7 separate regions of the Mus musculus genome follow, and all the other regions are linked to region 1. Evidence: chromatin contacts called from public Hi-C, HiChIP or PLAC-seq and promoter capture Hi-C data. All regions are on one chromosome and are shown on one strand. The core of a region is the stretch at or near the end of the contact, and the rest is flanking DNA. Distances in the headings are between cores, read along the strand shown. Region 1 holds the start of Vti1a (vesicle transport through interaction with t-SNAREs 1A). Region 2 holds the start of Smndc1 (survival motor neuron domain containing 1). Region 3 holds the start of Smc3 (structural maintenance of chromosomes 3). Region 4 overlaps Rbm20 (RNA binding motif protein 20). Region 5 holds the start of Ccdc186 (coiled-coil domain containing 186). Region 6 overlaps Rbm20 (RNA binding motif protein 20). Region 7 holds the start of Dusp5 (dual specificity phosphatase 5).

The links. Promoter capture Hi-C pulls out the DNA fragments that hold promoters and counts their contacts. Hi-C and Micro-C count contacts between places; a contact is called where the count stands out from the background. HiChIP or PLAC-seq counts read pairs in DNA pulled down with a chosen protein or histone mark.
Region 2: a contact with region 1 is called in a promoter capture Hi-C map of pre-B cells, with 5 times the contacts expected there. The contact joins the promoter of Smndc1 here to the promoter of Vti1a in region 1. A contact is called at or near these places in 5 of 39 promoter capture datasets (the HPC-7 cell line, cranial neural crest, hematopoietic stem and progenitor cells and 2 more), 2 of 484 Hi-C or Micro-C datasets (B cells and CD4 T cells) and 2 of 115 datasets of contacts at active chromatin or transcription factors (astrocytes and neural tube).
Region 3: a Hi-C map of B cells shows a contact between it and region 1, with 8 read pairs. The contact joins the promoter of Smc3 here to the promoter of Vti1a in region 1. A contact is called at or near these places in 3 of 39 promoter capture datasets (HPC-7-derived erythroid cells, hippocampal neurons and pre-B cells), 1 of 484 Hi-C or Micro-C datasets (B cells), 7 of 115 datasets of contacts at active chromatin or transcription factors (the 230-238 cell line, the NIH/3T3 cell line, astrocytes and 4 more) and 1 of 9 other capture datasets (adipose tissue).
Region 4: a contact with region 1 is called in an H3K27ac HiChIP or PLAC-seq map of extraembryonic endoderm stem cells, with 7 times the contacts expected there. The contact joins the enhancer-like site here to the promoter of Vti1a in region 1. A contact is called at or near these places in 2 of 39 promoter capture datasets (hippocampal neurons and pre-B cells), 4 of 115 datasets of contacts at active chromatin or transcription factors (acute myeloid leukemia, embryonic stem cells, extraembryonic endoderm stem cells and 1 more) and 2 of 9 other capture datasets (adipose tissue and embryonic stem cells).
Region 5: a promoter capture Hi-C map of pre-B cells shows a contact between it and region 1, with 2.9 times the contacts expected there. The contact joins the promoter of Ccdc186 here to the promoter of Vti1a in region 1. A contact is called at or near these places in 4 of 39 promoter capture datasets (the C10 cell line, liver, neutrophils and 1 more), 1 of 115 datasets of contacts at active chromatin or transcription factors (astrocytes) and 1 of 9 other capture datasets (liver).
Region 6: a contact with region 1 is called in an HNF4G HiChIP or PLAC-seq map of pancreatic cancer cells. The contact joins the enhancer-like site here to the promoter of Vti1a in region 1. A contact is called at or near these places in 2 of 39 promoter capture datasets (embryonic stem cells and pre-B cells) and 3 of 115 datasets of contacts at active chromatin or transcription factors (astrocytes, embryonic stem cells and pancreatic cancer cells).
Region 7: a promoter capture Hi-C map of pre-B cells shows a contact between it and region 1. The contact joins the promoter of Dusp5 here to the promoter of Vti1a in region 1.

What each region holds. Positions count from the first base shown.
Region 1 is chr19:55,314,567-55,317,578 of GRCm38.p6, forward strand. Vti1a (vesicle transport through interaction with t-SNAREs 1A) reads left to right here and starts at 1,491. Exons shown (of 8, transcript NM_016862.4): 1 at 1,491-1,978. The coding sequence starts at 1,885. It overlaps Zdhhc6 (zinc finger, DHHC domain containing 6), which reads right to left and starts at 1,470. Exons shown (of 11, transcript NM_025883.4): 1 at 1,230-1,470; 2 at 1-206. The coding sequence starts at 1.
Region 2 is chr19:53,389,248-53,392,306 of GRCm38.p6, forward strand. It overlaps Smndc1 (survival motor neuron domain containing 1), which reads right to left and starts at 1,387. Exons shown (of 6, transcript NM_172429.3): 1 at 1,169-1,387; 2 at 56-175. The coding sequence starts at 175.
Region 3 is chr19:53,599,047-53,601,924 of GRCm38.p6, forward strand. It overlaps Smc3 (structural maintenance of chromosomes 3), which reads left to right and starts at 1,350. Exons shown (of 29, transcript NM_007790.3): 1 at 1,350-1,508; 2 at 2,437-2,512. The coding sequence starts at 1,494.
Region 4 is chr19:53,799,344-53,802,306 of GRCm38.p6, forward strand. The region is part of intron 1 of Rbm20 (RNA binding motif protein 20); the gene reads left to right. Among named protein-coding and RNA genes, the nearest start is that of Gm30890, 14 kb to the left of the region's middle. Within about 2 kb of position 1,433, at least 148 of the 459 cell types and tissues checked have an H3K27ac peak or open chromatin away from gene starts, as enhancers often do. A contact at or near this core is called in acute myeloid leukemia, extraembryonic endoderm stem cells and hippocampal neurons, where this site is marked.
Region 5 is chr19:56,820,781-56,823,667 of GRCm38.p6, forward strand. Ccdc186 (coiled-coil domain containing 186) reads right to left here and starts at 1,419. Exons shown (of 16, transcript NM_170757.2): 1 at 1,208-1,419.
Region 6 is chr19:53,730,749-53,733,776 of GRCm38.p6, forward strand. The region is part of intron 1 of Rbm20 (RNA binding motif protein 20); the gene reads left to right. Among named protein-coding and RNA genes, the nearest start is that of Gm30943, 22 kb to the right of the region's middle. Within about 2 kb of position 1,288, at least 99 of the 459 cell types and tissues checked have an H3K27ac peak or open chromatin away from gene starts, as enhancers often do. A contact at or near this core is called in pancreatic cancer cells, where this site is marked.
Region 7 is chr19:53,527,617-53,530,476 of GRCm38.p6, forward strand. Dusp5 (dual specificity phosphatase 5) reads left to right here and starts at 1,529. Exons shown (of 4, transcript NM_001085390.2): 1 at 1,529-2,080. The coding sequence starts at 1,702.

The DNA.
Region 1 (3,012 bases), core at 241-2,740:
TCTTGGTGAAGAATGACTTCTTTCTTCTAAAGAACTAGAGATCTCCTTTTCCTGTGCACACATTTCTGTGTGCAACAAGTCCATGTGTGTGCCTGAGCTGTCATGCCTTTGGCTGAAGGGTCACTGAGGTGGGGTATGTCATTTTCAGTTGTGGCCTCCAGAACTCTGTATCTCACAGGAGAATATAGGTTGATTTGAAACACAGCCTAAAGAAAACAAGATGGGAAAACTCCGTTTAGAAAGTCCATATGCCATTTATTTAATATTTAACTCCAAGGAGCACTTGACTCAGCACCTCGAAAGCACACTAGTGTGGAGTTCACCTCTTATCGAGAACAAAAATAATTACTTTGGACCTATCCAGAATACAGTCCGAGCTTGAAGTGCACGAAAACCGGACATATTAAACAGTTTTCCTCTTCTGTTCAAAGTGCCAGAAAGGATCGACTACTCCTAGCTTAGTGGATCGTTAGAGAGAACAAAGACTTAGGGAGCTGAGAAGCAGGGTCTTATCTAATTATCACGTATCTAATTCTTCCTAGAACAGAAACTGGCTTAGAGAGACTGTGATTATATCGACCGACCAAGGTCACAAGTAACAGCTAAGTCCAGAATAGAAGCACCAAACTTCTTTTTTAGGACGTTCTAAACTGCCTCCCAACGAGTTGTGAATTAACTGTGACATGCTCTACGCATATAATACTTTGTGTATTAATAACTGGGCACTTGTTCTCCCAAGCGCCAACATTAGCAATCGATCGGGGTTAAAGGTACAGGAAGAAGGGTGAGATTAAAACGAGAAGGCCGCATGTGTGTGCGCGAAAAATCACAACTGAAGCAGTGCACGAGAACGAGCACAGAGTGGATTTAAGCGGGCGGGGGGGGGGGGATAATTCCCTCCGGGGCCGAGGGAGAAGGGAAGAAGGCACGCACGGGGAATAGTTGTAGACCTGAGTTCTGAATGGAGTGAAATGAGCCGGGAAAAGACCTATGACACATGGGTATGACGTATGCGTAACGGATTCCCACGGAGCAGATGCGCCAGCCCGGTCGGTGCCTGCCTCAGTTTCCCGCCCATGTAGTGGTGCGGGATGCTCTGGGATCTTCACTCACAGGACAAACGTCTTATTAAGCGAGGTCTGGGCTCGATATTTTGGAGATGCTGGGTCGACTAGGTCGAGGCGAAGACCGCCTCGTAAGCGGGTTGCACCCCCTGCGGTGACTCCCACCTCAGTCTGGTCTCCGGTGCCCGCTCCACAGCCATCGCATTTCCGGGACGGCCCGGGCTCAGCGGAACAGATTTTCTCCTCCTTATAGCTCTGTCATGAGCGCTTCAGTCTGAGCAAGCCGAATGCGAACCCTGACGGCGAGACCTGCGCGGGGAACTCGGACCCGCGCGTCTCTGGTTCACGCGGCCGCCGTGAGCCTCCCGCTCGGGTCCTCGGCGCAAGCTCCGCCACAGCCACTTCCGGTCGGTGCGCGGCGTCAATCTTCCCTCGGAAAGCCCGCGCCTGCAACTTAGAGTTTGGGGGCGCTCCAGCCGTTTCTCTGGAGCTGCAGTGTGGGGGACGTGTATTCTGTGATACCCGAGAGCATGTGGGCTTTCGTAGTCTTTTTTTTTTTTTAGGGGTCACCGAAAGTGAACTTTTTCTTTAGTTTTACGTTCGAAGATTTGGGTGGAAAGGAAAAGGCGCAGGCAGCGCAGTTTCCGGAGGACAAGGACTGCGTAGAGCAACCAGGAAGCGGCAGGGCTGGGAGTTGTTCCCGGTTCCCGCTGTGCTGTGGAGACTTCTTCACAGGGTCCCTGCGCCGAGGCCGGGCGCCCTTGGCGAGTCCCGCTCTGAGCGCTAGAACCCGGCTCCGGCCGGCCGTGCCCGAGCTGCCATGTCTTCCGACTTCGAAGGGTACGAGCAGGACTTCGCAGTGCTCACTGCTGAGATCACCAGCAAGATTGCAAGGGTCCCTCGGCTCCCTCCCGGTGAGTACCCTGCCCGGCCGGGCGGGGGCGGCCTGGAGAGCCGGGGGCCGCGGAACGCCGCCTGGGCACGCGGGGCTCGCTGGCGCGAGGCTGCTGTGGGTGGTGCTGGCGGCCCGGGGAGGGGTGCGTTCTGGGTAGTAGGTTGTGATTGGCATTAAATGTGCTTCAAATGCAAAGCACCTTCTGCGTGGAAACCATTTTGGGGGGGTGGCGCCTGTTTCCTACCCCACCGCTTTTTAAAAGCTTGTATAGCCTTGGAAACATTGCTCTGCATCTTGATTTCTTCTTTTTTCCTTTTCTTTTTTTTTTTCTATCTTTTTTTATCTTTTGTAAAATATGAGTATTCAAAGGAACTGTGTGAAAGTATCAAGATTGTGGATCTGTAAATGCAGCAGCAGCGTTGTCGTTTTAGTCAATAATTCTGTTATCCTTATTCGTGGCACACTAGAATGACGAGCTAGGATGCCTGAATTCAAGTCTAACCCTTGCCACTTAGAAGTTGTCTCCTAGGCAAGTTTTCGTTATCCTTCAAAACTTCCTTCTTGGTTCGAGAGACTCGTACCTCTCTCAGGGCGGTTGTGAAGATTAACTGATACGCAGCTGTGAAGCCCTGTGTCTTAGCTCTTGTTAGGATTCCTATTTTTCAGACCTCTGCCCTGATTCTGTGATTCTCATCTTTCTTGGGTATCTATAACCCAGTTTTATATGAAACTTCGTACAGGACAACTTTGCTCACTTTTACAATTCAGCATCCTCCAGGTATTACCCTGCATGCTAGGTTGTCAACAGTGGGAAGGTGGGAGCCTTGTCTGATTTTCTTGACATTTCTTTTCTAAGGGCTCAGATTTTTTTTTTTTTTTTTTGTGAATAAGCAAGGGATTGTTATATAATACTTTGTGACTTATAAGATAGTGTTTTAGGATTTTTTCTTTAAGTACAGATTTAATTTGAGTAGTTAGTAACAGACAAATTGTGAGTTTTATTTATTTATTGGCTCAGTTTCGTTAGGGAAATTGAATGATCACTGGGCTGCT
Region 2 (3,059 bases), core at 137-2,636, 1.9 Mb before region 1:
AAAGACAAATCCTCTTCTCAAACAACCTCAACTCCAAGTGTCCACCTGTACTTACTTGCAAATCCTTCTTCAGTTTCAATAGATCTTCATTTTCTCCATTTCCAGAAAGGGCAGCTTCTACTTGCTGGAGTTGAGCTTTGTAGCTAGCCAACTGTTTTGCTAGATCCTCTGACATCTGAGGAAAATAAAGGCCCATAAGGCAAGTCAAATATCAAATTACAAAAAAACAACAACAAAAAAAAAACTTCCTCTGACCTGTCTAATTTAAATCACTCTTGCTACAAAATTCAAGTTCCGTTCATCACCATTTTAACTTTATTCATATTTAACTAATCCACAAACTTCAAGGCAATTAAATTCTAAAGACTGCAGATACGGCTGGTCAATTCTACACAGAAAGAGTTCCCCCGGAAAAATCATGCTATTAAAAAAGAAAAAAAAAAAAAAACCCTGCTTCTTCTTTAAGTATCATATATCATAGGAAGACAGTGTATGTCAATAAAGACTGCGACATACTTTTCAAAAGCTGAGAAAGTCAAAAATCAAGAGAAATTAAAATTCGCACGGACGGGTTCTTCCCCCCAGTCAGAGGAAGCGGTTTTCGGTTAACTACACCTTCGGCGTTTCCTCGCCTTTCTCTCCGGTGGAGGGAACCGCTCGGAGCGCTCACTCTTCCTTCACACGGAGGTCATCCTAGAAACCCGCCTCTCGCCCAACGCAGCTCGGCGTCGCCAGGGGTCCAGAAGCCCCTCTGGGCGGCCGCGGGGCAAACATACGGGTCCTCGGGGGACACCTCCGGGACATTCCGGCCCACCGGAAGCCTGGAACCCCGGCCGAGTCTTCCCGTCCGCGCGCGGGCTTCCCCGAGCCCGCTGGAGCCCCGGTCCACCATCTCCCACCAGGGAACGCAGACCTCCGCGTCCATGGAAACCGCCGAGCCCCGCACCCTCACAGAGGCTTCCCCCAGACGGCCACGTTCGCCGCCTCGTCCCGGAAGCCCCCACGCAGGCCGGGGCCGTCCACTGGGGGGTGCGAGAGCCGCTGCCTCCCCACACTGCCCTGGCCGGGCCCAGCTCTGACGCCGGCGCCCTCGCTTCCGGCCTCCGCCTCCACCTCCACTCCAGCCCGAGGCCCGAGGAGGCCTGACTCTCCCTCAGGGGCTCGTTACCTTGGGTGGGGCTGGGGTCGGGACGGCGGGCAGGGGTCGGGGAGGCGAGGCGAGGCGAGCGGCGTCAGGGGCGGCTGCAGCCGGGAAAGATTTTCCGCCGCGACGAGCCTCGGTCGGAAAAGGAGAAAGTCCGCCAGCGAGGGGGAGGGGAGAGAAGCCGGCCTCGGGCAGGAGGAGAGAGAGACAAGGCGAGCGAGATCTCGCGAGACCTACGGACTCTCGTGGAAAAGATGGCGCCCGGGTCACATGACCCTCGCCGCCCTCTCAGCAGCCTGCGATTGCAGCCTCGGAAGGCGGAGCGGGTGTGGTCTGATGGGCAGGAAGTGACGTGTCTGGGCCGCGCCGGGGGCAGAGGGCATGTTCGTTTTACGTCAGTTCCGCCTCGTGCTGGGAGCGGCAGCGAGTGGTTCTCTGTGGTGGGTGTTGTCCTCCGGTTCCCTGCGGCGTAAACTCGCGAGCCTTTCTGCCCAGCCCTGATGAGATTTAGTACCGGGAACGGGCTGGGAGTGATGGCGGGTGCCTTGTGTCCCACAGGGAGGCAGATGGCGGCGGCGGATCTGAGTCTGAGCCCGCATAGCGAGTTCCAGGCCAGCCAAGGCTACAGAGCGAGACCTTGAAGTCAAGAGAAGGGAAGTTTTTTGTTGTTTAGAAAATAAATATAGCCAATAAAGATAGAGTGATAGAAGTGGAACGGTGACCATTTGAGGTGCTTAGGCATCACCCATGGTAGGTAAAAGCCATGTGATGTAAGAAAATAGAGAAAGGTAGGATGTTTAGAGTCAAAGCTGGCAATCGCTCACCCAGCGATCAACTTCAGCATCACTAGTTGTGAGACAACCTTACTTTATGCATGTTTATGACCGAGTGACAGTCAACATGAAGTGACTGTCACCTCTGAGGAAGTATAATCAAAGCCCTTTTGAGTTTAAAGGAAATAATAAGCATAACGTGTTGAATGTCCGTGAGGAAAGAAACACCCATCCAGAATGTGCGATTTTTTTTTGACTTAAATAATTCAAGAGTAATGTAATTTTAATGAGAAATACCTCCCTTCGTCTTGGCCATTTGGAGTAGTTTAGAGGTGTTCCCTGCCTTGTGCAGATTGGAGAGGTTAAAGACACACACACCACTTAAATTTGAGCTCTCGGCGCTGTATGTGCAGTTTGATGCCGGCTCACAACAAAATACTTCAGCCATCATGTCCTTGGCCTGCTGCTGCCCCTGCCCGGCCATTATAGACTCACTCCGGAGCCATAAGCTAAAATAAAATCGTTAAGCTGCCTTGGTCATGGTGTTTTATCACAGCAACAAAGAAGGAAGCAATGCTATTAAAAGGAGTAAGGACTGTTTTGGATTAGAAGATTAAAAAGATGGGTATGGTGGTGCCTGTGTGTAGTCTCTGTTGTGCCAGGAAATGTTCATGAGCCCCCCCCCAAAAAAAAAACCACCAGGGAGCTGATTCTGATGCAATTGAACTAGGTTCTTTTGTTCAAGCTCGAGCTTGGGCCTCACCACCCTCTCTGATGCAAGAGAACTGGGGGCCGGGGGTGCAAACGCAGGGTTGTAGATTTGTTAGGAAATAACCTGGAAACTGGTGTTGGATGTAGGTTTTGTTGTGAGGTAACCTGGAAACTGGTGTTAGGCACAGGACTTGTTGGGGGGAGGGGGGGGCGTAGCCTGGAAACTGGTGCTAGATACTGGCCTGTTAGTTTACTTGAGTTTAACCTTAGGTCAGGTTCTCTAAGATGGAGTCCGAACCCTGAAGGTTTGGTCTCAAGTACACCAGAGGCAGAGGGAGGAAAATCAACTGAAATTTAAAAAGTGCCTGGACTAGTGTACTCCAGGCCTTCCAGGTCTAATAGCAAGTGCCTATCTCAAGATCCAAACAAGC
Region 3 (2,878 bases), core at 100-2,599, 1.7 Mb before region 1:
GAGGTCCTTAACTCCCAAAATGAAATTTTAAATTAAATTTCTTTCTTTCTTTTCTTTCTCTTTTAATACTTTTTCTTTTTTTTTTTTTTTTCCCTCAAACTTTGGGTGGAATTTGGCCAGAGTTTCAGATAAAGGATTCCCAGTAGGGCACAAGATTTGCCCTTCCTCGTAGACATGTTGAGGGTGAGAACTGCCTCAGGAAGCAGGAATGGTGACCAGGACCTTATTAGGTCGTCCAGGTTTGTTTGTTTATTTCCCAGTAGGCAATTTTAGAGTTGCCCAGAACTCTACTCCCTACACTGATTGTATACATTTAGCCGGGCAGTGATGGCATAAGCCTTTAATCCCAGCACTGGGGAGGCAGAGGCAGGCAGATCCTGAGTTTGAGGCCTGCCTGGTCTACAGAGCGAATTCTAGGAAAGCCAGGGCTAAAAAAAATCCTATACATTTAGGGACTGACCCTAGTACCTACCTATTTCTTTTCTTTCTCTCTCTTACTTTCTTTTCGAGACAGGGTTTCTCTGTGTAGCCCTGGCTGTCCTGGAACTCACTTTGTAGACCAGGCTGGCCTCGAACTCAGAAATCCGCCTGCCTCTGCCTCCCGAGTGCTGGGATTAAAGGCGTGCACCACCACCCCGGCTCCTTTTTTTTTTTTTTTTTCTTTTTTCTTTTTTTTTTAATTTACCTATTTCAAGAAATTTATTTGTGGCAATTGTACAGGTCTTTCTATAAGGAGTTTAAAGTCATCCTTAGCTACAAGGTGAAATCGGGGCTTGGAAAACTAAAGACAACCTCCCTAAATCAATCCCTTCAAATGTCCTAGCGTCCTCCAGTTCTCTCAGAGCCGTCAGGAGGCTCGGAACCAGCAGGAGGCGCTCTGAGCTAATAAAGAGAATAATGGAAGCGCGGAGGTTCTGAGCTCAGAACCCCAGGCAGTCACAATGAGACCTACATTCAAGTCGGGCGCTAGGCTGACAGGCCACGTCCTTTTTAAGCGGCCCGGCGACCACGTGACCTCCGGCGCGCTCGGCGATTGGCTCCGCTCGTCTCACTCCAGGCTTTGGCGCCGAGCAGGCCCCGCCCCTCACGGGCGCGACCATAGTCCGTGCGTCCGGAGGTAGTTCCTGCCGGCCTCTGGAGCGGGGCTCCTCCGAGTCGGACTCCCAAGTGATTCTCAGCAAAACAAGAGGATAAGAAAATCCTTTTCTCAGATCAGGTCCGTCTAAGAGGGCCGCGGGAGAGGGGCCTTTCCTACGCGACAGAGTGGAACCGGCCCAGACTCCCCCTGCGATCCGCATCGCTTCCATCGTGGTTCCGCCCGACGCGCGGGCCCCGCCTCCGCGGCCGCCGCCATTTTGTTTGGCCACAGGGGGAGCGAGCGGGAGCGAGCGGAGCGCTGTGAGGAGGGGGCTGTCTTGCTCGTCTTCCGAGCCTGCGGCCGCGCTGCTGCGGTGCTGAGGCGACGCCTTCCCCCTGCCGAGGGGCGCGGAGCCATGTACATCAAGCAGGTAAGGGCCGTGAGAGGCGGCGGGGTGTCCCGGAGCGCGCCGCGGGTGGGTTAGGGCCGGCCTGGGCTTGGGGGGGCGGGGAGGAGCGGGGCCCTGACGAGCCGAGCGCCGGGCTGCAGTCGGCGCTTTCCCCCGGGGCGCGGTGCGTGGAGCCGAGCGGAGCCGAGCGGGACCGGGCGCGGCGGGCTGCAGGCGGAGGCCCGGCTTCCTCGGGCGCCGCGGGCTGCTGCGAGCTGCTGGGAGGCCGCGTCGTTCTGCAGGCAGGCATGGCGGTGCATGGACCGCCTTCGCGAGGCCCCGGGCTGGGCTGCAGGCTCTCTCCGCCTTGCCTCAGGCTTTGCCCCAGCAGGGCGGACCCTCGCAGCAGGTCGCGTCGCGCCTGCTCACTCGGTTGTTTACTTCTGTCAAAATGCTCTTCCCGCGCGCGAGCGCCGAGCCCCCGGGACACGCGCTGGGCGACGTTTTTCTATTGGACGGGTCAGGCTCGGAGCGTTGCGATCCTATCTATCCCCTTTTCACTTAATTTTTATTATCTTATTTCTTTTTCTCAATGGACTCATTGGGGCTGGCCAGTGGTTTGACTGAAGGATGCCCTCTCACTGGGCTCGCAGGCTGGCAAGCTGCGACCAGCTCGCTCGCCCGCCCGCTCGCCTGCCTGCTGTCTGGACCTTTACTGTCGTGCAGAGCTCGGGGTCGAAGCCGCTGGGTTTGGAGAGCTTCTCCCAGAGCAGCCCTGCACCAGCAAGGGTTGCAGGCCATGTCGGAAGGGGTTTAGCGAATCTTTAACTTGCTTGCTCCCGATCGCAATGGTCTCCGCCGAGTGGACCGTTTCTGTCTTGCCTTGCGTGAGAAGCAAGAGACGGAGAAGGAAAGAATGTTGCCCTAGAAGTGCTTTCTGTGTTCTCAAGGGTTGTCTCTTCTTTAATAGGTGATCATCCAGGGCTTCCGAAGTTACCGAGACCAAACAATTGTAGATCCCTTCAGCTCCAAACATAATGTCATCGGTAAGTAAGTGTTCTTGGTTTACCATGTTAGACTTAGAATTGCTACCGATAGACGTGACAGGCCAGGGGAGACGGGAGTTGTCTTTGAATGTTAATATTCCTCCATGGGATTACCTGTTTCGTGTCTGCACCGATGAATTGCTTATTTTATAAAAATAAAATTTTTGTGTAACTCAGACGGATAAATCATTTTGGAGCCCAGTGGTGTAAGTTAAGTAGTGGAATGTTTGCCTAGCGTGTGTGTGTGTGTGTGTGTGTGTGTGTGTGTGTGTGTGTGTAGGATGTTGATGATGTGTCTTCATTTCAGAACCTTTTACATGAGAGGGTGTCGCCTGTTTTGTTCTTAGTCCATCACTGTTACTTTCT
Region 4 (2,963 bases), core at 183-2,682, 1.5 Mb before region 1:
GAGTTCAAGGCTAGCCTGGTCTACAGAGTAAGCTCCAGGACAGCCAGGGCTATATACTGAGACCCTTTCTAATTCCCCAGTATACAAGGTCAAGAGACCTTGTTTCAAAAAACCAAAACATCAATAACAACAAAATTAAGTTGTTTATCTTTTACTTTTTTTTTTTTCTTTTTCTGTAGATACGGTCTTAACTATGCAGCCCTCGCTGGCATGGAACTCTCTTTATAGACCAGGCTGAATTCAAACTCACAGAGATCAACCTTCCTATGCTCCCTGAACGCTGGGATGAAAGGTGTGCATCACCACACCTGGTGCATAATTTTATAAAATAAAACGTATTTTAAAAGAAAGAAACATGAGTAGCTGGGAGATGAGGCTCAGTAGCAGACATGTGTTTTCCACATGTCCCCAGCCCTTCAAAACAAAGAAAGCCTTAAAAAAAAGAAAATGATAGGGTATGGGAGAAAGGAAGAGTGAGTATGTTATTCTTAGAGGCTACATTGGCCAAAATTGCCCCAGACTTGCAGGCTGGTTCAACACAGCCTTGCAGATACAAGCAATCCCGAGACAGTTATGGATGTGTAGGAGACTGTACCCTGTCTGTCATGTCACCATGTCACATGGCTGGGCCCCCTGGAAGCCTGTCTTGTGGGTCGCTGGGGAACGCATACTGCTTTCTCTGCACGCATGGATTTATCATTTCCCTCATGCACGTGCTGAGTTCCACTCCTGAGAGGAAAGGCAGTCCCACCCCTGTCAGTTAGAAAACCACCAGGCCCTCTTCGTGAGACTTGCACGCTGTCTGATAAGAGCAGTGCAGAGCACAGGAGACTAAAGGTCACATAGGGAAGTTGGGCCGAAAATAAAGCGCTAGACGCTCCCTTTAGTGACCGTGGGCAGTTATGCAACTAAAAGTCCTTTATTCTGTGGATGACCTCAGGTGGCTCACCATGTCTTTCCTGGTCTTGTGCTTTTCGTTTTCTGTTTGTTTGTTTTGAGACAAAGTCTCACTTACATAGCCGGGATTGTCCTCAAACTCTCAATCCTCCTGCCTCAGCCTCCTGAGTACTGGGTGGAGAAGTGCACACCACTGTCTGACCTATATAGTCTTCTTAGTGTAAACTGGAAATGATCACATTTGAACTCACTACCCATATGGTTCCTCTGGAGACTGATTGTGCGTGGGCGTGGGCGTGGGCGTGTGTGTGTGTGTGTGTGAATGTATGTGCATGCGTGTGCATGTGTGTGTTGCAGCAGTGGGCGACTCCTATTAACCTACCAAGTGAAAAGCCCAGAACAAAAGAGAGAACGCAGGATTATCATCGATGCTATGAATCATCTCGGAGAGCTGTCATGGTGATATGAATCACCCTATGGTAATGTTGTGGCAAAGGCCCAAACACGGGTTAGCAGCAGTGACCCGGTAATCTTGAAATTAGTCACAGAGGCCTAGCCAATGATGATCCAGCAACACCATTGTTTGTGAAGAGAGTGTGCAACAGCCCTCCCTGTCTCCAAGAAGGAAGAGACCCCCCCTGCTGAAGGCTGCGTTCCACTCTCACCCCCGCACCAGCCCTGGGGCTCCAGTCCTGGCTCTGCTCTCTTCAGGAGTTCGACTGGGGTTGGAACAACGAGACTTTTGTATTTCATCAACTTCCCTGGCTTTTGCTTTCCTCCCTGTGTTGGACAGGTGGGTTGTGACCACAAGATGATCTCTGAGACTCCTTGCTTCTCAGATCTATGACATTTAGCTAGAATTTCGAACTTGCAGCCCGCACAGGACCTGGATTGTCAGAGCTAGCATCTTTGTAACCTGGCATTTTGAAACCCGTCTCTGTGCTACATAGCCTGACCCAGTTTCTGAGAGCATTACAGGAAAGTTAGTTTTTCCCCTTTTAATCACCATGTAGTTATGTCATTTATTGCAGTCAGGGCAGACAATGGTACTGGTCCAGTAGGGTGCGTCCAGCCTTTCCACCCCCATTTTCTTTATATCTGGGGCCTTTGCACTCCTCCTGTCTGGTTCTCCTTGAAACACATTGTAAATAATATAAATTATGAATTACAGTGTTGTAGAAAACTTGGGGATGTCTCATAAGTTCATGGCACTTTCACCTGGAGGCATGGTGAGCTTCTCTGAACTCTTCTAAGATCTGCATATGTGCAGTCAGATTTAACTATGGAAAGATGAAGATCTAGGAGATATTTAGCTTCCAGGAGACAGCAGAGGCCCGACCCCTGAGCTGCAAGTTGCACTTGGGTCTCCTGTGAAGTCGTACCCACAGTGAACAGTAACTCCTGCCTGGCTTCATTAATCTCACCTGGACTATGGTTTATATCTTAGCACAAACAAGCAAGGGCGCATTTGTTACAGTCTGGAAAGTGAGCTGAGTTGAACTCAAGAGTGGTTTTAAATTCCCGAATCGCTTCTCTGGGAAGCCATCGTGCTCACTGTGAACAAAGTTGGTTTTGTTGGTTGGGCACTGACACGCTCCTGGCTTGTCTGCTGGTCAGGGGGACATCACCAGGGACGAGCATGTGGCTGCGCTGTACAGGGCCACAGCACGGACCTTCAACAGCCTTGCAATGTGCTGTTGCCTGGTTGAGGTCACCCAAGGGCTGTTGCCACTATCTCTGCAGCTTGAGCCTCTCTCCACCTCTGCTCTCTCCTGACAGAAGCTGCCCACCCCCTGCCTGCCCTTCCCTTTCTGTCTACTTTCACATCTCCACATTCTTAGCTTCCTTGTTTGTTGGCAGAGCTCCCATGCTGCCTGTTCTCAGGGTGACAATGATAAGGATAATATTAGCAGCGATAACACAACGGCAGGAATAATAATAGCAGTGGTTACTTGCTGGGTGGTAGGAACTGGGCTAAATACGGTATGCACCCTTCCACTCTCAGAACAAGCCTGGATACATCTGTCTTCCTTTTAATGATGAGGACCTAAGGCCTTATAGAAGCT
Region 5 (2,887 bases), core at 169-2,668, 1.5 Mb after region 1:
TGCACAGCATCAAAGAATAAGTCTTTGGTTCCTGTGTGAAGGAACTAAAGGTTTATGAGTGCCCCTTCTTCTACCACTCAGGATTTCAGTCTGGAAAAAAAAAAAAAAATCAGACTGGGAAATGTCACCCTTACTCCATGGAACCTGTTCTCAATCAAACACCTTAAGTTTCTATTGTTTTAAATTAGAAAAGGCCTTCAAAAAAACTAAACACAGTCCCTGTGTCTTCTGGTAGCCTTCCAAAGTCATACTTACCTATTACCCTGTACAAAGGAGAAGGAAGGCCTTGGTGCAACAGTACAAGATTATGGCCTGCCCAAAATCTGCACATGGGAACATGGGAAGACCAAAAAGGAACCATAAAAGAAGTAGGCCAATCATTACTGTTGTTTCATTTGTGTAACCATTAATTAACGAAGAGCTAAAAAGTAGCTGCACACGGTGGACTTGATACACAAGACGCATCCGTTTCAGTATCACTTGTCTCTGGGTCCTTAATCTCCTTCACAATTAAGTGCACAAAGGCCACATCCACGCTAATAAACCTAACACTTAACAGACCGATTTTCCTTGGGATGGCTGGCTACACGTGCACTTTGAAACACTGTCATAACTGATTTGTTTCATCTTTTCCTCAGACAAGCACCCTGTGTACCACTTCAGAAGAAAGGAAAAGGCTGGGACATCAAAGGACCGTGCGTGACACTGGGTCTGAGACATCTTTTCTGGTTCGCTGTCATATTTTTTTACTGTAGTCTTTTCTGACTCTAACCCAGGTGTTCTGCGTACAAACCCGAGTCTCCTCTCTAAATAACAATCAAGATGTGAATATTGTAACAAGTTACGAATTGTTGGCAGCTGAGCCATCATTCTCCCCGCGCGCTGTTTCCCTGGGATTGCTACTTTGAGGATAGGTAGAAGGGGAGAGAGAAATCTGAAATGGTTTCCCTACCAAGGTGAAAATATATGAAAATACATCGGGATCTTTGGAAAAGCCGAACGCTGCGGACCGCGTCCCCGGAGATACCGCGCTGGTGCGGCGGGGGAGCGGCCGCGCCTCCGGGCACAGCCCCCCGAGGGCCCCGCCAGCCCCGTCACGTCCACGCGCGGAGTTGCGTACAGCCCGGGGCTACCACCCCGTCACGTCCACGCGCGCAGACCAGCGCTCCCCGAGCGCGCCCGTCCCGGACGCCCCTCGGCCACTCACCGTCCGTCGTCCAGCCCCGGGCCGCACCCTAGCGAGGCCGATGGAGCTCCGGCTCCAGGGCCGACGAACCCATGGCGGCGTGTAGCCGACGCGGAGTGGGTGAGGAAGTCACGCGCGGAGACCACTGCAGATCCCGGGCTCTCAGCGGAGGTTTTCCCCCAAAACCCCTGCGGAGCTGACACATCAACAAAGATGGCGGCGACGCCTAAGCCGGCGCGGCTACAGCTGAGGGGGCGGGGCTCCCTGAACGAGCCAATCAGCGCGGCGCGGACCGCGTGACGTTAAGCACCTGGAGGCGGGCGTGGTTTTCGAGGCGCCGCCTCCAGTCCTCGCGGTTTCTAGAGGCCCCGCCCAGCATCTCCGTGCCACCTCCACTTAAGCCCAAGGAGGCTGTAGCAGGCTGTTGTTGTCCGGTTGGGCCACTCTTTCCCTTTCCCGTCCCAAGCCGGTGCTTTCTATCGGAAGGAAGTTGCCATCTTTTTTTCTTCACCCTTTGGCCGGTCATCTAATGAGTCAGTGGCATAAAGTAATAAAAGAGAACTAGAGATTGTGGCTTCCCGGTTCTGATGGTGCAAACTTTGCGCTGCCTGTGGGTGAGCCAAGTCCGCAGGAGCAGCTGACTTGGGCATGCGAGCTTCATCTCTGGGAGAGAGCTCTGCAGGGTTTCCATAATAATAATTGACCTGGGATCTCCAAGTGGCACCGAGTGCCATTGTTTACTAGTAAGCTTGTTAGTGTGCTCCACGCAGAGGACCTAAGCCTGCCTGGGCTGCGTAACCCATCCGGTTGCATGGTTGCACGCAGGTTGTATATTATAGTGACTAAGCCCAGTTGGAGGAGGTAGGGAAGGTGAGCAGTTTTAGTCTGGAGGTTTTGCAAACCACCTCTGTCCGGAGAAAAGATGTGTTAAAGTTCTGGGCCGTGTAGACAGTTGTAAGTGAAAATAGTTAAGACTCGTCTTCAGTGGCAAGTTTGTAAATCCAAGCATATTACTGTTAAATTACTTTCATAATTGCTGAGGAGGAAAATCTTCAATGTGGTATATTACTAACCCTCTGTCTTTTTTTAATCAGAAAATGACAACTCCCTCCTCAAATTATGGTAATGTATTACAGTACGTTTTACAATTAAGGTGCGGTGGTGACTTGAATAGACTCATGTATTTGAATGCTTGGCCCATAGGAAGTGGCACTATTAGGAGGTGTAGCCTTGTTGGACAGGGTATGTCATTGTGGAGGAAGGCTTTGAGCTCTCATATAAATGCTTGAGCTACACCCAGTGTGAGACATATTCGGTCTCCTCCTTGCTGCCTTCCAATCAAGAGGTAGAGCTCTCTGCTCTTTGTCTCTAACCCTAACCCTCAACCCCCTGCACACTGCTGTGCGTCCCAGCGTGATAATAATGGACTAAACCTCTGAACCTGTAAAACCAGCCTTGATTAAATGTTGTCTTTTATAAGAGTTGCCTTGGTGTGAAGAGTGTCAATTCACAGAAATGAGACCCTAACTATGGGTTGAGCCGGGAGTAGTGGCTTACAATGGTTATCCAGGCATTTGGGAGGTGCAAGTAGGAACCACTTAGGGTTTAGCCTGCAGGAGACCCTTTTCCTAAATGCATACGTATATACATACATGCATGCATTCATACAGACATACATAGGTTTTCTTACTTTGAAAAGAA
Region 6 (3,028 bases), core at 38-2,537, 1.6 Mb before region 1:
GTCTGTGGATTAGAGGGATGTCTGACATTTACTTAATGGGATGACTGGAGGCAGATGCCCCTGGCTTGGTTTGTAGGCTCCACAATGTCTAAGGGGCTCAGAGACTGTCTACCTTTGGTTTTCATGCCTGGAGCCTTTTCTTCACAGACAGTGAGTGACACGGGGCCTGAGGGCGCAGAGACATCAGAAACCAAAGCAAGAAATAAGTTGGGATTGCTCCTTCCGGTAGGCAACAAAAATTCTACCTACTCTGGGGGTGAATGTTTTCAGACCTGTGGCAAGGACTCTGTTTCATTTTGTGTGTGTGTGTGTGTGTGTGTGTGTGTGTGTGCGCGCGTGCGTGCGTGCTTGTGCGTGCAACACCGTGTGTATAGATAGAAGTTAGAGGAGAAGTTTGAAGACTGGGTTCTCTCATTTTACCATGAGGGTTTCAGGGACAGAAGTCAGGTTATCAAGTTTGGTGGCAAGTGACCTCTCACCAGTCCAGAAAATGTCCTTTCTCGACAAAACCCATTGCGGAGACCTGAATTATTTGGGGCTATGATATGGTGAATTGAGACTCCTGTTTCCTTCTCGCTACTTCCGACTGAACCCCGAAAGGTGTCTTCTCACAGCCACAGGCTATGGAGAATTCTTTCCTACAACCTTTCTCCAGCACAGAGTTCCCAGGTAGACTTAATTTTCCTCAACTGCCCAGGCAGGATTCCACTGAGAACTCTACAGGTTATTTCCATGGAAACCAGTGAAGACAGACTCTCCAAACATACCACTGGCGCCTTGTATCAGCCTGGACCATAAGTGATGTGCTGGTCCCATCAATTACTCAGTGGGAACAGTGGGAACCGGGGCTCTCAGTATTAGGACTAAGGCACAGTGTCCCTCTGCTTGGACGTGTTCTGTCCTTTGAATGGTTGATTCTAGGCCTCCTTGGTCCTGTTTTGGGAAATGATTTTTTTTTCTTCCATATTTGCGTGTGCGTGTCCACACACAGGCCTACACACACACACACACACACACACACACACACACACACACACACTGGTGCCGCCCCACTTCAGCGGGAAAGGGAGGCAGTGATTTCATGACAGCTGTCTTTTTGATGAATGTCCTCCTGCCCATGTACACAGGCCATGACATTCCTGCCTTCCCTATTGATAATCTGAAAATCTTGTGAGTCAGGCTGCCTCACCACAGGCCTATCCTGGAATGCCACCGCAGCTCTGGGTTCAGTCTCCAGAGCCCGCGTCAGCAAGGCAAACATTTGCAAGAGCCTGCGGGATTGAGGCTGCTAAGGCAGATGGAATTTACCCCTGGGAGAGAAGAGGTCCCAGGCCTACGGAGTCAAAGAGCTGCAGGCCTGGGGCGTCTGTACTAAGCATGATGCAATTATGTGGTTTTGTTTCAGCCAGCCTCAGCCTTCCCTCCTATCCATCCCCAGACACATTTGCTTTTTGTGGCTCCTTAGCCCTTCCCTCTGAAGCGTGCCCCTAAGCGTGTCTAGCTCTTCCCTCTGGTTTCCAATCTCTGTTAAAGTGCTCAAAGGATTCATCTCCCACTGACTGGGAGGTTTTCCCCTGAGAATCTAGTCATTGTGGTTGCTTCCCTTAAAGCTGGGAGCATGGAGGGTTTTCAGTTGCCTTTGTCTATTGTGGGAAGGATTTGTCTTGTTGTTCTCCTAAGCATGCTTATCCATCTGTCCATCTTCAAGGTGAGCTGGAGACCTCACAGGAGGGAGAGTTCAAGGACCCAGCTCCCTGTGTCGGGATCCCATCATCCCTTCACCGTCGACCCTTGGTGTGGGCGGGCGGCAGTGTCCTGGCTGGTTTTGTGTCAACTTGACACAGCTGGAGCTATCACAGAGAAAGGAGCTTCAGTTGAGGAAATGCCTCCATGAGATCCAACTGTAAGGCATTTTCTCAATTAGTGATCAAGTGGGTAAGGCCCCTTGTGGGTGGGACCAGCTCTGGGCTGGTAGTCTTGGTTCTATAAGAGAGCAGGCTGAGCAAGCCAGGGGAAGCAAGCCAGTAAAGAACATCCCTCCATGGCCTCTGCATCAGCTCCTGCTTCCTGACCTGCTTGAGTTCTAGTCCTGACTTCCTTTGGTGATGAACAGCAGTATGGAAATGTAAGCCGAATAAACCCTTTCCTCCCCAACTTGCTTCTTGGTCATGATGTTTGTGTAGGAATAGAAACCCTGACCAAGACAGGCAGAAAGAGCAGTAACAGTACACACCCCGGATGGTGTTAGCAAGCAGTAAGTCAGCACTTAAGCACTTAACATGGTTCCTGGCATTAGTAAGCATCATGAAAGAGTTGTTTAATAAATAAATCTTGGGCCAGCAATGTAGCCCAGTGAGTAGAGTAATTGCTTACTATCTACGAAGCTCCGGCTGTGGACTCACTGTTGCTGTGGACTCACTGTTGCATGCCTGTAACCCTGCCTTGGCGAGGAGGAAGCAGAGGATCATGTGTGAGGTCGTCCTAAGCCTCAAAACAAGTTGGAGGCTAGCCTGGGCTACAGAGATCCTGTCTCAAAAATAATCTTAGGAGTTTGAGATAATTTGTTGTTGTTTTTGGCTTAGTTCTTAAGGTCTAATTGTATTTTGTTGTTGTTGAGGTAGTTGTATATTGACGTTATATAGAGTTCTGATGTATATATATCATTTATACAGCCCCTCCCCATGATGGCTTATTGCAAAGCTGAAGTATAGCATTACAAGATCAGCACATGTATAATCTGCTCACCCTACTCCAGGACCACACACATTTGTTTGTGCATTTGTATTTAGTCCTGTATACTTTTATCACATGTGTGGGTTCGTGTTTCCCCTCTCCATTCAAGATGCTTCCCATTTCTGTATCACTAGAGTCCACCCCTGTCACCCTTCTGTAACCGTGGGCACCTCTCTCCACCCCGCAACCAAGTCCCTGACAATGATTAGTCTGATATCCACCTCTCAAATGTTACACAAATGGAGTAATATAGTTATGTAAGCTTTGGGGGTTAGCATTTGCATGTGTACTCGTG
Region 7 (2,860 bases), core at 279-2,778, 1.8 Mb before region 1:
ATGGGACCAGGCCTCCTCCCTGGGCTGGGGCTGATGGATTGGAGTCCTGCTTCCAGCCGTGTTACCAAGCGTCTAACACAAGACTGGCTGGTGCCGGTGCTGGGTATTCTTCGTGAGGCTTGAGATGAAAGACGTGGGTGGAGCCTGCTAGCTACAGCTTTGGTGTTTTTTTGTTTGTTTGTTTGTTTTGTGTGGGGGGTGGGGTGGGTGCGGGCGTCTATATTGCTTAGATTGGCCTCGGGTTTTTGATATTTTTTTCTCAGTCTCAAAGATGCTAAAATTACAGGCCAGCCACTGAATACTCAGGACAGAGTATACAGTGATTGAATCGATTGCTTGAATGAAGATATGACCCAGAAGCAATGCCAGCCATTATTGTTGCTGGGCTGATTGATTGGATAGCAGAATGTGATTTCTGCTTTCTCCTTAAAAAAAAAAATCTCATCCACTTATGGGGGCTGTAAATGGATGCAAGGGTTTGGTTTGTTTTGTTTTCCATGAAAAGATAACAGTGAAATAGTTGGCAAAGGATTTGTAGGCAGAACGCATTTGCATCCCACGTGCCCTGACAGCTAGCAGAGCCCTCAGTAAATACTTGCAGAGGGGACAAATCACACTTAATTTTCCGGGAATGGGGGCAGGCAGCATGAAGCTCCCGAGAGAATAGCGGGGGCAGACAGCCTGGGATTACATTTTATCCACCATAATCCCACAAATCCAGAAGCCACCCGGACAACAGTTTAACTGGACTGAGCCTTACAGCTCCCCACAAGCTGCCCAGAACCACAGAGCTCCCGAGTCGGTGTATTGTTCGGGGGTGGGGGTGGGGCTTTTTGTTTTGTTTTGTTCTTTGAGGCAGGGTCTCACTATGAAGCTCGGGTGGTACATTGGAGAGAGCAATCTTTGGAGAGAGCCAAAAGGGGACTGTCAATCATCCGAAGTAGAATCCACTTGACGTCTCCGGCTCACCCATTCACAACTCCTCCTTTTTACTCTCAGGAACTTTTATTACGGAAAATTAAAAGGTAACAAAAGTGGGGGTAACGTGTTAGAAAGAAGCCCCCAGTATCAAGATGACCAAGCCACGCCGCATCTCGGCTCATCTCAGAGGCTAAATCTCCTTGCAAACGCAGACACAACCGGGAGCGACCGGAATCCGGGATTCACCGGGAGGCCCCAGGGGCTCCGTAGCGCGGCCACGGTCACCTCCTCTTCCCGCACGGCGTGGGTCACCTCGGCCTGGTGGCGTTCCTGACACTCCACCGGTAGTCCGGGGTGATGCGTGAGTGAGTCTCTCGGCGCCGGGCCCCCCGAGAGAGGGAGCGATCGCCCGCCACTTCCTCTTTCTCGCTCTAAGACGCCCTCTCTCCAGCCTGCTCCTTGGGTGGAGGCGGGTGCCCGCAAGCTCCACCCATGGGCGTGGTCAGCCAGGGGGCGGGGAAATACCCATATTTGGCCTTATATGGGCACTCACGTCACAGGACGCGCACTCATTCACATAAAACGCTGCGCTGCCGGCGGAATCCCCAGCTTTCTGGGGCAGCGAGCGGCGGGGCCGGGAGCCCAGCGAGCGGGGCGTGGAGAGCGTCGCGCGGCCCCTCGCGCCGGGCTCCGTTTGCAGGCCACAGCCCCCGCGAGGTGGCCCGCCCGTCCTCTGGCAGCTGTGGGGCGCGCAGCGTCGGGCCGCTGGGTGGCAGCGGCATGAAGGTCACGTCGCTCGACGGGCGCCAGCTGCGCAAGATGCTCCGCAAGGAGGCGGAGGCGCGCTGCGTGGTGCTCGACTGCCGGCCCTACCTGGCCTTCGCCGCGTCGAGCGTGCGCGGCTCGCTCAACGTCAACCTCAACTCGGTGGTGCTGCGGCGGGCCCGGGGCGGCGCGGTGTCGGCGCGCTACGTGCTGCCCGACGAGGCGGCCCGCGCTCGGCTGCTGCAGGAGGGCGGCGGCGGTGTGGCGGCGGTGGTCGTGCTGGACCAGGGTAGCCGCCACTGGCAGAAGCTGCGGGAGGAGAGCGCCGCGCGCGTCGTGCTCACCTCGCTGCTGGCCTGCCTGCCCGCCGGCCCGCGGGTCTACTTCCTTAAAGGTGAGTTCGTCCGGGAGCAGACTGCCCTTTGCCACCCTCCCTTGCTCCCCTGCACCCTGTGTTACCAGGCCCCAGGGTTACCTCCCTGCATGGGAACTCTGGACCGGAGAAAGTCACCACTTGCGGGAGTATGCACCCCGGGGTTTGACGTGCGCTTGGGAGGTCCTTGCAACACGTCAGCGCCCAGGGCTTCCTTCTCCCCACCCGCCTTTCCTCGAAAGCGTCTGGCATCCTGTCTGTCCTCTGGGTTGGGTGGGCTGGGAAGGTGCTGCGGGCGGTGCTCCCTAATAGTTCCGGGGGCCCAGAGCTCATGCTGGTCATTGGCGCCGTTGGCAGGCCACGGGGGTCGGAACCTTTCTGTACAGATCAGCGCGATCAAACAAGTTGAGACCCTCCCCCAGGAGAGTGGCGCCGCGGTGTCCCCTTTCTTCCCGCCTAGACAATTAGAGCACGTTAGGCTGTGTCTTGGTGGGCCTCTTGCCTTTTTGACCCTGGCAAGTCCCTCCCCTTCCTCTCCCTTTATTGCTTTTTATTGTTATCCTCCAGCCTCCTCCTCCTCCTCTCCCCAAATAGGCCGTTCTCAAGCTTAATTTGGGAACTGACAGCTTTCCCACCCCTTTCATCCTGTCATCCCCAGCAGGGGATTATCCTCAGAGACTACCAACCGGCCAACCTAGTTAAGAGAGGTGCTGCAGAGGCTGCAAAGATTCAGAGGAGATTCTGAGGCCTTTGATTTTAGGCCTCCGAGAGCTGCCTGCAGGCCCGACTTATTTCACCTGC